Regions from separate parts of the Muntiacus reevesi genome. Here region 2 is linked to region 1. The links are chromatin contacts, called in public Hi-C maps. All regions are on one chromosome and are shown on one strand. The core of a region is the stretch at or near the end of the contact, and the rest is flanking DNA. Distances in the headings are between cores, read along the strand shown.

Region 1 (2,911 bases), core at 165-2,664:
GTAAGTCCCACCATTTGCTTACTATGTGTAACTTTAGGCAAACTATTAACTTTCTTCCTATGCCTCAGTTTCCTCATTTGTAATTAGAGATAAACAGCATCTACCTCATAAAAGTTTTAAGAATGGAATGAGTATTTTAAAAGCTTAGAACAGTATTGGCACCTAATCAAGCACAAGGATAGGATAAGCTATAATAATTCCTGACTCATACACTAATTATCGTCAGAGTTGGTTTTATAAGCAGCTTGTCTTTCCATTTCTACTCCATTACCTGTCACCTTGACATATGTTGTAGAGGAAGACACTTGGAAGTCAGAAGATGGTCGGGGGCGGGGGGGGGGGGGGGGGGGAGGGAACCTAGCTCCCTTCAATTCCTAGCTTTGTGGAATAGGGTGAGTTCTTGATCTCTGTTTTTCTTTTTCATAGTAGGGGGTAATCTTAATTAGACTTGGCTCACTAAGATGCTATGAGACTCGAATCAAAGAATATTCAAAATCTTCTATTAAAGTTTCATTTATCATCTTTCCAAGAGTTAAGAAATTGGTCAGAAAACAGGTGATACTTTAATTTAGTAGGAAACAGATGGAAGAGAACGCATTGGAAGATCAGGGATGGGGTGGTGGGAGACTATTTGTCCCACTTCCTGACTTTCTCAAGAGACAGACTTGCGTTCCAACACTATAAAATTTTCCTGGGCCTCCGAAAGGATTCTTAGCTAATGGGCAAACAGTACACACATGTTGTTATTTATTTTCCCTACCTAACCTACAATGGAGATCCAAGAACTTTTCTGTACGTAGTGTATCACATCCCAGTAGGGTAAAATTAACCTAACATTTATAAGAAAACTTTGTTAATATCATAAAGCAGATTAAAAACTCCTTTCCATTTGAACATTTTAACCAGAGCAGTCGTTTCCCAAAGAAAAAAATTTGAAAGACAGGGAAATCACAAAATTTAATTAGATCTTCAACAATAGCAGGTACTGGCTTCGATCTTACAGCAGCAATTAACTATATACTGGGCCCCTTTTCTCATCCATTAATTAGGGGTAACAATACCCTCTTCACACAATTGTTCTGTGATTAAGAACAAAGGGTGAACCTGCCAAGTCGCCGGGCCTCAAATAAATCCCTTCTCCTTCTTGCCTTTGACAGAAATGGCACTATCATTCCCACTTCACAGGCAGATAAACCCGAAGTCGAGAACGCTCGGGTCCCACTTCTCTACTTGCAACTCCGCAACCCCAAGTTCGGGTACGCCCAACTGCGGTGTCCACTGTGTCAGGTCTGGCAGCGTGGATGCTCTCTCCTCGAGCTGCGTTTGGCGGGGCTGGAGGCCGTGATAATTGCTCCCAATAATCTTGAGGAATCCGAGCCTAATCCTCAACGGCGCTTCACGGACGAACAAACTTTCCAACCGTTCCTAACCCCGCCTAGAATAAAGGTCGCAGGGAATCCTCTGCTCCAGCTACCGACGCCATCTTGGCCACTACGTGTGACGCCACACGTAGCGGAACACGTAGCGGAGAGCCAGCCCATTGGCTGAGAGAACCGAGGAGAGGCGCGCGAAGCCGGGAGAGGAGGGTATGGAAGAAACTACAATCCCAGCTTTCTTTGCGCGTGCCCACCGAGAGCGAAAGAGGAGGGAGTTTGAGTTCAGACCACAATTCCCAGAAATCCTCGCGATGTCTCTTGTTTGCGTTCAAAACGTGGAGGAAAAGAGGGACAGAAGAATGGATATCTTCTGGTGTCCGTTCTTCGAAAGGCGGGAAAGGCGAACTACACCTCCCGACTTGCAACGCGCGGCTGCGCCTGCGCCCTGATACCTGTCGCCATCTTGCCCGTTCAGAGGCACCGCAAACAAACCCAATTCCTGGTGTCCCCTAGTCTTGGCGGAGGAGCCTTTTAGATGAGCTCAGAAAGGCCGGGCAGGTGGGTGACTCTCAGACAGAGTGCTGGGAAGAGCTGGCAGGATAGCCAGTCTGAAGGACCGCCGGGCCAAACATTTGGAGCCTGGCTTGGGGCGCCCAGCCCCATCCTTCGTTGTCTCCTAACGGGATCGTGGGGTTCCCCGAGGTGGGCTTAGGGGAACTGGCAGGCCTGGTGCTGGAATTGCGGGGGTCCAGCTCCTGGGGGCCTGCCGGTGAGTCTTGGTCGTTTACCTGGCTGTCCGAGCGTCTACTCTTTCTCTCCGTTGTCCTCTCCGCTAAGGAGGGAACGAGGCGCTGATGCCTACCAGAGCCCTTGACTCCGGCTGCTGGTCCTTACAGAGCTTGGGTCGCGGATTTGACATTGGGGTGGGCGCTGAGCGACACGGGTGAGGAGGGTGGGCGGGCTACTCTTGTTGTGGTGTTGCGAGAGTGCGTGTTTGGGGAGGGGGCGGGGCGGGCTAGCCTCCTTGACACTGAGTCGGGGAAGGATTAGACAGGATTCCGTTTCCCGGAGCGGGCTCCGGCAGCATCTGCCCACGTTTCCAGTGCGATGCGGCCCCGCAGTAAGGTCCTCTGGCGGGGACGCATCGGGATGCCGTGACGTGGTGCTTGATTCCGGCGGTCGCCGGCCACCTCCAAGATCCTGTCGGGAGGCGGGGACTGGCTTGTGGAGGGAGCGGATTCCTTTGGCTCTGCCCCTTCTTCCTCTTCCCCACCCCTTTTCTTTATGTCATTCTGCCGACTGGGGCGCGCAGTTCAGTTCTCCTTGCTCTGGGTTGGTTCTTAGCTGAGAGGACTATGGGAAGTAGGGGGAGGGGGTTCAACTCCAGGCGTGGAGCTGGAGTTAGCAGCGCTAGCTCTTGGAAAAGAGATAGCAGTTATTACGGATCGATGCCTGACTCCTCGTCTAGACACTGGGCTCGCTTATTCTTAAATTCACTCATTCATTCATTCGTGTTACTCTTCCCAATCACTCAT
Region 2 (2,911 bases), core at 201-2,700, 220 kb before region 1:
AGCGACTGCTTCAAGGTTACCTGCGAGGCCCTCAACACGGCTTTGACTCTGGCCGCGAGTCTTCCTAGATGTGGCTGCTGGGCTGCAGTCGATGCGCCGGGTGGCCCGCGAAACGGGTTAGTTTGGAATTGGGAAGGGTGGGCTGGGGGAACTCGGGGTTCCTCCCACTACCCCCCTTTAAGCCAGACCTCGAGCGCCTAAGAACCGTGAGGGTCTTGGAGGTACCTAAGCTCGGGGAGGTGGGAGGTGTGGGGCCCGTGCGAGCTCAGCCAGATGTTCGCGGCTGCTCCAGAGGTGCCTCGGGGCCGGGACTGGACTTTCTTCCTCCCTACCTCCCCCAGCCTGGAGCTCAGGTCTGTAAACAAACTCTCGATTCTCCCCCTTCCCCCCACCCCCAGCCTGCCGCTTCTGGAAGCAGGTCTCAAAGCAAGGCGTCCGCCCCCGCCCCCCAATTTAGCAGGAGCTGCAGTCGTTCGCTGCCTTTTGCCACCTTCTCCCGCCCCACCACACACACCCTCTGCTGCTGGATCCAAGTCCCCCACCCCCGGGATGGCTCGGGCATGACCTCATCCGTGGGCTGACTCGGAGGGAGGGGGTCGAATGGGGGGGAACCGGGACTGGAAGGCTCGAGGCGGGCCGCGGGGTCTGTACAGCCTGCCTCTACCTCTCATCCGCGCCCCCAGGCCTCAGCGGTTGCTCTCAGCGAAGGGACTGCCTGGGAGAGCCGCGGAACAGAGTTAACGGAGGAGGACTGGTTTTGCTTGCCCGGCAGCGGGTGCCCAACGGGGTCCCCCACCTCCGCCCCCCACTCTGGCAGGTCCGGGCTGAGAGCCCGCCCTCTGCCCGCGGCCACGGCTCACCTCCTGGGGCGCTCGCCTGGCCGGGCGGGCCGGGGAGCTGCGAGCGCGGCCCCTGGAGGACCCAAGAGCTCTCCGGGCTGGGCAGGCGGCGAGGGCGTCCTCTTCGCGAGCTGCCTGGAAAGGACACCCGTGATCCTGGCGAGCCGCGGCCGGCCGGGGTCCCGCGGGGACTGGAGGGCGCTCGGCTCCCGGGGCCTGCGGTCGCTGACTCGCCCGAGCTCCGCTCCTCACCCGGCACGGTCTCCCCGCGCTGGCAGCCCGAACTGCTTTATAAGGAGCCGGCAGCTGCTTTGATCCGCCCACGTCAGCGCGCAGAAACCCCACCGGGTGGCTCGGGCCGCGCGCGCGGGGGGCGGGGGCGGGGTCCCCGCGGATGCCACGGACCCGCGGCGCCAGCGGCACGAGAGGACGTCGCACCCTGTTGAGCTACAAAGAAGAGACTTGCTAATTATAACTCTAGCTGGTACTGAGCGTGCTGGTACTGTACTGAGCGTGCGGGCTGTGAGCCTACTGCGTGCCCGGGGCGCTTGGGGCCCAGGTAGGGCTGATTTCTAAACCTGACGGCAAGCCCCGTTTGGATCCTCCACCCTGTCTGGCTGGGCAGAAGAGGAAGCCACGGCTCAGAGGGAAGTCAGACTTAGGTCTGAGTGCCGAGCCCGGGCGTCACTAGGAGTTGGTGTTGAAGCTCCATTACTATAAGCGTCGTGGGTCAGGAGAGCTGCCGTGGCATCCCAGGACCACCTTCTCCAGCTCACCTCTCCAGACCTCCTCTGTTCCAATTTTGGGAATTCTCAGGAAAGAAAAGAGGTGCGAGGGCTGTGTGCTGCATGCGAGGCGGCTGTAAACCTTAGGCAACAGGAAGGCAGATGTCCCATCTTTGGAATGAGTGTTGGGGAGTCTGCCTGGTCCTGGAGAGACCACCAGCCAAGGACTGGGTTTCAGAAGCTAAAGCAGACCATGGTGCTTCTTGTGCACTGTAGACCTAACCTGGGGCTGGAACTGGGGCTATGTTTCTGGGGCGACTTCCCTGGGACTGGTTGAGTACCCATGCCTTCCACCCCTACCTTGGCCCTTCCTACTCCACTCCCACTTCCAACTGCTGGGTCAGGTGCTTTGGATTTCTTGACGTCTGTCTCCCCCCCGCACCCCATCCATTTCACCCCAGGAGCCTCAATTCCAAGAATAATCTGGTTCATTAGCAGAAGGAGAAACAGATTTAGTGAAAAAAGAGTTCTTTCGGGTCCCCAAAACACCTGGTACTCTTTCCCCTGTTCTTTGCAGCCACCTGTGAAGTGGCTCCCGTAGGCTGTCCTAACCAGGCTACAGGTCCCTGCATATACAACACGTTCATCTGAGCCCACAGAGTCCGCCACAGGTTCTCAGCCGCGCAAGTATCTCTGCATGTAAGCAGGCAGTCTCCCTTGCACACAGGGTTAGACTTAATCTCCAAATGGTCACAAACACACTCAGGAGATAGTTGGATAAACCACATGCCCCCACACACTCAGAAGCACATACAAGTTAAATGGCCATACACATCTTCAAGATGAGGCTGAACATGCATCTGTCTGCATCCAGTTTATGCATAAGCACACATGTTTCCATGCACACAGTGAGGTCACACACAACTGCCCAGCGGACAACAGCAGTGTGCATACACTCCTGCTTACAGTCACAGGAATGTCCTTGGGAACACGTGCTGGGACACCCCATCTCTCCTTCCAGAGCATTGGGGTCAGTCCCGTTACAAATACCATGGGAAGGTGGTGGGGTTTTAGTGGGGTGTGTAGGAAGGGGGTGTGGGAGACACTACTGCTCCACCTCAGAGGCTTCTAACAGGGGGTCAAAAGTGTGTCCTGAGCTCTCCCATTCCAAGGCACTCTGGCCACCACAGTCAGAGCCATTCCAGATTTCCAGGTGACTTCCATTCAATTGGGATGCACTGTCCTCTGGGTCTAGCCCTTTGCTCATTTCAGCTGCCTCTAATATTTGCACAAGCAGTCTTTCAGCAAGAAATCTTCTGGCTCCCAGTTAGAGTAGATACAGAAAGC

What was found. Hi-C and Micro-C count contacts between places; a contact is called where the count stands out from the background.
Region 2: a Hi-C map of blood shows a contact between it and region 1, with 5 times the contacts expected there. The contact joins the promoter of WNT11 here to the promoter of EMSY in region 1. A contact is called at or near these places in 2 of 3 Hi-C or Micro-C datasets (blood and muscle).

Annotation. Positions count from the first base shown.
Region 1 is chr9:35,306,350-35,309,260 of mMunRee1.1, reverse strand. EMSY (EMSY transcriptional repressor, BRCA2 interacting) reads left to right here and starts at 1,414. Exons shown (of 21, transcript XM_065944232.1): 1 at 1,414-1,934.
Region 2 is chr9:35,525,771-35,528,681 of mMunRee1.1, reverse strand. WNT11 (Wnt family member 11) reads right to left here and starts at 1,450. Exons shown (of 6, transcript XM_065945079.1): 1 at 861-1,450.